Regions from separate parts of the Mus musculus genome. Here region 1 is linked to region 2. The links are chromatin contacts, called in public Hi-C maps. All regions are on one chromosome and are shown on one strand. Each heading gives the region's core, a stretch centred on a gene start, on an enhancer-like site or on the middle of the called end of the contact. The rest is flanking DNA. Distances are from core to core; before and after follow the strand shown.

Region 1 (3,790 bases), core at 1,168-3,667, 130 kb after region 2:
GTCTGCAAACTGGTGGGCGTACTTGTCAACACAGGCGCAAGGCTCGGGACACGCTCTGACCACTCCTAGCAAAGCCCAGGCCAAACACAGGGCTCCAAAGGGCCCCATCGTGACTCCTGCAGAGGGAAGTCAAGGTGAAGGGGGAAATGGTCACTTATGCCACACCTCTCTCCCTCCCCTAACAAACTCTACCTTCTAAACCTATGTAGGCTCCAGACACCTTGGTTACTGAATTGAGACCAGTGAAAGCCTGCATATTCAATGAAGGCTTGCTTTCAGAAACTGTCTTGTTTCTCCAGAGGGCATGAAGTATCCTCCCCCACACCACCCCCAGCTCCCATCTATCCCCTTATCTGGAACTGCCCCCTCCAAAGCTTGTGGTCTGCAATGGGCCCCATACAGACCCTTCTTTCTCTATCTTCATTTAATTCAGTGAAATGGAGATGCAGAAAGATGTTCGTTCATGACTAACTGTCTTCTTCGGAATCCTTTGTCCCACGCATAGCACTCGCACACACTTCCTCACAAGCAACAACAGCGCAAACAAAAACTCAGGCATCTCCCTGCTGCATCCCACTACAAGGCAGCGAGACTCTGTTAGGAGGTTCACAATGAGTTATATAGACACAAAAATACGGGCAACCCAAACATCTACACAATATACCCTGGGGACCTCATTGTTCTCCCAACTCAATGCAGCTTTACCACAGTGTTCTCCACCAGGAAGCAAAGCACTTTCCTGTGTACAGTGAGAAGGGACAGGCACAGGGACACAAGTCCTCATGTGAACCAGCCACACTCAGAGACATAGGTGCCACACTGCCCTACTCTGAGACCGAACCCCTAGCCGATGCAACATGGAGAACTTGTGAGGTGTGGTGTGGGGGATCTAGGCAGCCTCCACCCACTTTGCCTTCTCACCTCCCTGCCCTGGGCTGCAGCTCCCCTCAGGAAGTCACAACTGCTCAACCATGCTTTCCTCTGAGAAGAAAATCCTACCCCCTGACTAGAGCAGGCATGTTGTGGAAACAGTCAATAAAGCTTCCTCTTTGGATTCACAGAGCCCAGGCGAATCCCTCTGCCCACAGGTTTTTAGGGAACAGTCTCTAGCTAATAAGCCTGGAGACAGTCCAAGGTTCTATACTTCCCTCTAGAGCCTTAAGACGCCTGAGTGCATCCCCTGTCTCTAGACATACAAATATATTAACACAGACTCCCTGCCCCAACTTGAGGGTCCTGTCAGTCTTGGAAGACCCTCTCCTACACCCTGTCTCTGAGATTAGCGGGTCCCTTCTTGCTTTTGCTCCTAAAGGAGGCACCTCCCTTCCCTGTTCCTCCCAGACAGCCACCCAACCCTGACTAGGCTGGATCGACCCTGTGGACTGAGGTTGTGGGGCCCTTCCACTGCTTACCTGCTGCTCTCTGACTTGCAGTGTGATGCTGTGGGGCTGCGAGCCGGTCTCCAGACTCAGGTGACAGTCTAAGGGAGCTTCTGGCATCTGTTGCTGTGGCGGTGGGGAGAAAGGGGGAGTGCATTGAAAGAACTCCCCTTGGCCCCAAAGTCCTACTTCAATTTTTTTCTTTCCTTATCTGTTCGCCCTACTTCTCCAGGATTGCAGGTTTGAGAGCGGTCGCGCGCCCCCGTGCTCGGCGGGAACGCGCACAGTCTCCCACCTCGTGCTGCGTTTACATTTGTTAAAGCCATAGAGATCCTCTACTCACCTCAGGCTGAGACCTGTCGGTCTCAAGGGGCTCCATACGCCCATAGCCCAAGGCTCCGCCCTTTCCAGCCCACCGTACCCCTAGCACCCATTTTCTACTTCTCCCCACATTTACACATTCGATGACATTGTCACTATTCCTCCTTATGTCTCCAAACCCCTCCCCAACACACACACACACACACACACACACACACACACATCTTCACATGACTTTCACAGGTTAGAACTACTCGTCAACATGTAATAATCGCGTCAACGCGCTAAGTTCTCCCTACTTTCACACACATTTTCACAAGCACACCTTCACTCAAACACTCACCGTTCTCTTTTGCGCGCACACAAATATCCACGCTCACTCACCCTCACGCGCCCGTCCCGCCAGCGCCCGCGAGCTTCGCTTCTAATTGAATGCGAGCCGTTCTACGCCCCGCAACACGTGAGACAAACCATCTTTGAGGAATTTGGGAGAAAGAAAAGCATAGGACTGGAGGGGCGTGTCTTTGCCTTTAAACACTTTTTTCCCCCCTCTCCAAAGCAAGCAGTGGCGCAGAAAGACCTCCAGTGGGACCTGCTGAACTGCGCTGCCTGGCTCTCCCGGACCCTTTTCCTCCTGCCGCCTGCTAGCCTCCCCCTCCCCGAAGCTTCGTTCAACACGATGCATAATTGATAGTGTTAGCAGAACGCCTCACCCTCTCTGTCATATTTTGCCTGGATCTGGGCAGATACAAATCCTGGTTCCCCTCCACCCCCAATCACCGCCAGACTAATTCGCCAGATTAGTAGGCGCAGCCCTGCAGGGTGCGCGGAGAGGAGACGCCCACCTCCCCAGCCCATCGCAGACCCTGCTCAGCCTCTTGAGCCTGAACTCCACGCTCAGGTCTTTTGTGGCAAAACCAGCGCGTGCACTCCACTGCCCGTGGGCTACCTAGTGCTCACAGTGGAGTGGGTGTCTTCTGAGCTCCTAAAACATTAGGTTGAACTCACCCAAGTGTCTCACTCTGCCCTTGCTTGCTGCGGGCTAACAGGACACCAAGGTTGCCCACTAATAGTGGCTACAGGGACCAGGATAGTTACAAAAACCGTTTGCTCCTCTTGAGTGCTGTGGACTAGGGACTTACAACCCCTGAGCATTTCCTGCACCACCACCCCGCTCCTCAGTATCCTCTCAGCATCTCTAGCAAGCTGGCCATCAACCCCTGCATGCTCGCACCCCCCCCACACACACACACACTGTGAAAGCCTAGGCAGCAGCCACCGCCCTGCCATCTCACACCCTCATGTAACAGCTGGCCTCAGCAGACTCGGGACTCGCTGTTCTCTTTGGCAAACCCTGGACATTTCTTTTAGCGATGAGCAGGAGAATTTCAAGGGATGTCTAGGGATTTGACTAAAATGCATCATCTCACTCCCCCGCCTATGGCATCCCAGGAGACAGAGCTGCTAGCCAGAACTGGTAAGGGGGCATAGATTTTGAGAGATGTGTAGAGAGTCCCCTCCTTCTCTTTCATATACACTGTAATACTGGGGTGCTGGGGTCTCCCAGCCCTCATCAGAGTCAGTCTTCTGTCTTGGTTGGATGGCAGTGTGTTTGGGGCCTCTGCAGAGATCAATACCCCGATTTGAGTGTTAAGCATTTTAATGAGCTAGGGAGGGGGGCGCAGAGAGATGCAGGAAGAACGCTGCATCTAAAGGGACCACCCGGCAGGGTTTCTGAGGCTCCTTTGTAAATTAAATATGAACACACTGGTGTGTGCTCACTTTGGTCCCTCCCTCTTTCCTACTCCTGGCTACGGGCTGATGGGACCCCCACAAACTCAGCCAAGTTCGGAATCTAGAACTTCACACCTGCTCGGGCCTGGAAACCCCACAGACCGAACCAGGAGAGGGTGCTTGAGCGATCCAGGGAAGATGTCTTTGAGAAGGGAGAGGAGATGAGAACTCTGACTCCTCCCTGCCTGGAATCCTGTACGTCTGAGGCCGTCCAGCACAAGGCTCTAACCTGGGACAAGGCCTCAGAGATTTGGAATAGCCGCCCGATACCGACTTCTTTGTCTGCAAAGTAAGAG
Region 2 (3,677 bases), core at 423-2,922:
GAGCTCTAAGCAGATTCTATATCCATTGGTAGTTTTCTGGATTGCCCTGTCTCTGTCCTCTGAGTGAGTGTGTGCCTCAGTTTAGACTATGGGATTGGAACTTGAGATCAGCTACTTCTTCTGCCGTATACTCCTGTGTATACTCTCTCCTCACTGAGGGACACTTATGCTATCCAGGTAAGGATTGGCCTGAGAGTCCTGGCCTATGCTCTGCAGCTACCCTAGGGACTGCCTGCACTGGGGGCTTCCTGGCTCCTGGAGGCCCAAACGCAGTCCTTGCAGGAGACAGAGGCAGGTAGCCCAAACATCCCTTCACCGGACTCTCTTGATGAACTTTGTCCTGATGGGATACTGGATACTTACTTGAGGCAGAGGGGTAGTACTCCAGCACCAGGGCTGTGTTCTCTGAGAAACTGGTGGCCCCATCTCGGGCTTGGAAGAGGAAGGACTGGTTCCACAAGGGCTGCTCTGGGGGTCCCCCAGGCTTGGACAGCTGGAAGAGTGAGAACAGATGTGGGTTATACCTTCCTTCAGATTCGGTTGTACATGTGTCTCTTACTTGCCCCAAGTGTTTGTCTCAGTTATCAAAAGTGAAAAATAAATAAGTAAATAAGTAAATAAATAAATAAATACTAGGATAACTACTAAATTCTTACGTTAAGACAACCACTCAGTACTGTGTTCTCATTTTTTCTGTATATATTTTATATGTATAATTATCATTCTGTCCTTTCCCACTTACAGTCAAAGCCTAAGCATACCCAGAGTCTCAAGAAAATCTCATTACTCATGACCTTAGTAACTTCAAGATACTCTGTGTTTGGTGGCATTGACCTATAATCCCAGCACGTGAGAGGTAGAGGCAGGAGGATTAGGAGTTCTAGGATAACTTGGGCCATATAAAGAGTTGGAAGACAACCTCAGCTATGTCAAGAGATCTAGTCCAGCCTGGGTTGTATAAAACCCAAACCAGAACCCACCTAGCATTCTCTAGATGATGCTTTGTCCTGTTCAACTGCCCTGAGTTGTCCTCTTCAAGTTCTTAATTTGTGTGTGTGTGTAGGCATGTGAGTATGTGCACGCATGCACATGAGTGTAGCACGTGTGTACATGTGTGTGCCTGTAAATGTGTGCGCATATGTGTGTGCATGAGTGTGCATGTGTGTGCATGTATGTGTGTATGTGTGTGTGCATACAAGCACACCTGAGCCACATTACATATGCAGAGGTCAAAGAACAACTTGCATGAGTTAGCTCTCTCCTCCCATCACGTGTTAGGGTTTGGGTAATCAAACTCAGATTGTTAGGGTTGGCAGCAGGTGTCTTAACCCTCAGAGACATTTTGCTGTCCCATTAAAAAGATTTTTTTTTTAAATCTATGACAACATCGAGCTGGATGCTCTTCGACACATCCCTCTGCATCCCAGACTATTTTCTAAGCACAAATACCCGAGGTAACTGTTCAGTTAAAGAATTCCCATGCTCTAGGGTACATGCTAGATGTGTGCACTGTTTTCATACTCAGCCTCTTTCTGTTCCATGCATGCTCCTCCAGCCCCATTCAGAAGGCCACACGGGGCTTCAGATTTCAGACCCTGCGTTTATCTGGCTTTACTGTCAGGCAGCAGATGGGCACATGCATGGAGAAGGCTTGGAAGACAAAATGTGAGAGTACTGACTAATCCCAGAGGAGGCTGGAAGGTGTGGCAAAGTGAAAAAGGAGGAAGGGGCTTCTGGAGGAAGAATGAAAACAAGTAACAAAGTGTGGGGGTGACGCGGAGCTCAGCATGTGTGAAGGACCCTGGAGGCCGGAACTCATGGGAAAGCACAGAGCCCACATAAATAGGAAGGTGGGAGAACAGCCTGTAACTCTCTTGCATAGAGCCCTGCAGGGCCTCAGTGGGGCTGCCTGCTCCCAGTAGAGCCCTGCTGGGAGGAAGAGATGCTGAGCCAGGGGCTGTCAGCAACAGTGGCAGTGCTCCTACCTTTTGCTTCCTCGAGGGGATTAATAATCATGGGAAAAGGTCAACACAAGCACTCCAGGAGTTACTGATGCTAGGTGGAGGGATATCAGTACTACTTCTGATGGGACAGAGCTCTCATGTCTGTCATACTAACGGGCTGCTCTGGTCCTCGGGAGTCTTGTCCGAGGCTGAGCTGATAATCTTTCCCTGTCCCCAAGGAGACGGTTTGTGATGAACACAGGGACAGATGTTCCTGAACACTAGACAGTGGCTGGAGTCATGGGCACATCCCTAAGATGTCATGGTGGAAGTTGGCTGGTCAGCAGCCTAGGCCACAGAGGCCAGCCGTAAGCTCTGTGGGACCTGGTATTGATTTCTCAGAATTGATTCATACACTGTGACACCCCCCCCCCCCAGAGTCATTCCCTTCTCCTGGGTATCAGAAGAAGGTAGCCACATTGCCTAGGTTAGCTGCCAGGCCCTGGGGCCCTCAGGGGGGAGGGACTGTGACTCAGTTTCCTGCTGCCTCATTTATTGTCCCTATCCTGAGAAAGGGTTCTTTAATGGATGCTAGCTGTCTGCTTTGGGACTTATTAACAGATCTAAATGGATTCTACACGGCAAGAGGTGGTAAGTGGTTGCCTGCCCAGGGAGGGACAGTCCTTTCCCTGAATGGGTTCCCAGGGTAAGTCTCCCAGGAGAAATCCCTTCATACCTAGAATTGGGGGAGGGTGAATCATACTCATATCTTCTCTCTCCCTCTCCCTCTCCCCGTTACCACCCCTCTCAAAACACACACACACACACACACACACACACACACACACACACACACGAGCGCACGTAGGACTCAGGGCTAAATAACAATTTGTTTTCAGAGCTTTGTGAAAGTAAAGGTGCTATTGGCTGGTCCTTACGCTGTGCAGGGGTAAGGGGGTGGGGTGGGCATAGGGTAGACATGGCCCGAAGATGCTAATGGGAAAGGCTATGGTGGGTTTCAGAATTAAGGAATATGATTAACCCTCAGCTGTGATCTTCAGAAAAGCCATTAACCCTCTGCCATTGAGGCAGACCTGCCTTCCCTGGAGACAGAGCCTTCATTCTGTGGACCCTTGTCCCTTGTCCTCCTCCTATTTCTTCTGAAGCTACACTCACTCTTACCTCAGCCACTGCAGTCTGTTATGCCCAGGCACAGTAGAGTCACTCTGGGAGGAAGAGCTGTTAGCGGGTTGTGCTGGCTGGGACTTCCAGCAAGCTAGGACCCTTAGTTCTGGGCCCAGGGACCAGGTTAAGCTTATTGTTTGGGTAACAGCAGGCCCTTTCCCCTCTTTGGGACCTAGTTTTTCTGTCAGATGGCTTGTGCTCCGCACTTTGAAAAGCCAACAGTTTGCAAGATTGAAGGAGACAATGGGTATTTTGTTAGAAGGCAAAAAAAAGTTCAGTTTGAACAAACTCAGCAAGCGTTGCCTGGGATGCCATGACAGACACTTGTAGGATATTGCAGGGACCACGGGAGAGCAAGAGGCCGACTCTGCCCCTTCCTGGAGCCTATCTTCTAAGAGCATAGAGCACATATATGCTTGTAAATAAACACCCGCCCATGCCATCATATAGGGGCCTGAGCAAACTATTGTAGGAGCCACAGGGAAGAGCCAAGGGCTGAGGCCAAGGCTGGAGGTGATAGAGGACAGACGCAGAGAATGCTGGGTGAGT

The links. A called contact is a pair of places that touch in the nucleus more often than the background predicts.
Region 1: a contact with region 2 is called in a Hi-C map of the N1E-115 cell line, with 5 times the contacts expected there. The contact joins the promoter of Islr2 here to the enhancer-like site in region 2. A contact is called at or near these places in 18 of 39 promoter capture datasets (the C10 cell line, the HPC-7 cell line, the SN4741 cell line and 14 more), 2 of 15 datasets of contacts at CTCF or cohesin (the NIH/3T3 cell line and large pre-B cells), 27 of 484 Hi-C or Micro-C datasets (the 3T3-L1 cell line, the G1E-ER4 cell line, the HPC-7 cell line and 17 more), 23 of 115 datasets of contacts at active chromatin or transcription factors (the SCID.adh cell line, SST interneurons, bone marrow-derived macrophages and 15 more) and 4 of 9 other capture datasets (adipose tissue, embryonic stem cells, liver and 1 more).

The regions. Positions count from the first base shown.
Region 1 is chr9:58,199,868-58,203,657 of GRCm38.p6, forward strand. Islr2 (immunoglobulin superfamily containing leucine-rich repeat 2) reads right to left here and starts at 2,418. Exons shown (of 3, transcript NM_177193.5): 1 at 2,085-2,418; 2 at 1,413-1,505; 3 at 1-116. The coding sequence starts at 108. It also overlaps the pseudogene 1600029O15Rik.
Region 2 is chr9:58,069,474-58,073,150 of GRCm38.p6, forward strand. It overlaps Ccdc33 (coiled-coil domain containing 33), which reads right to left. Exons shown (of 20, transcript NM_001166282.1): 9 at 364-493. It also overlaps a transcript of Stra6 not described here. Among named protein-coding and RNA genes, the nearest start is that of Gm16130, 39 kb to the left of the region's middle. Within about 2 kb of position 1,673, at least 2 of the 459 cell types and tissues checked have an H3K27ac peak or open chromatin away from gene starts, as enhancers often do. A contact at or near this core is called in the N1E-115 cell line, where this site is marked.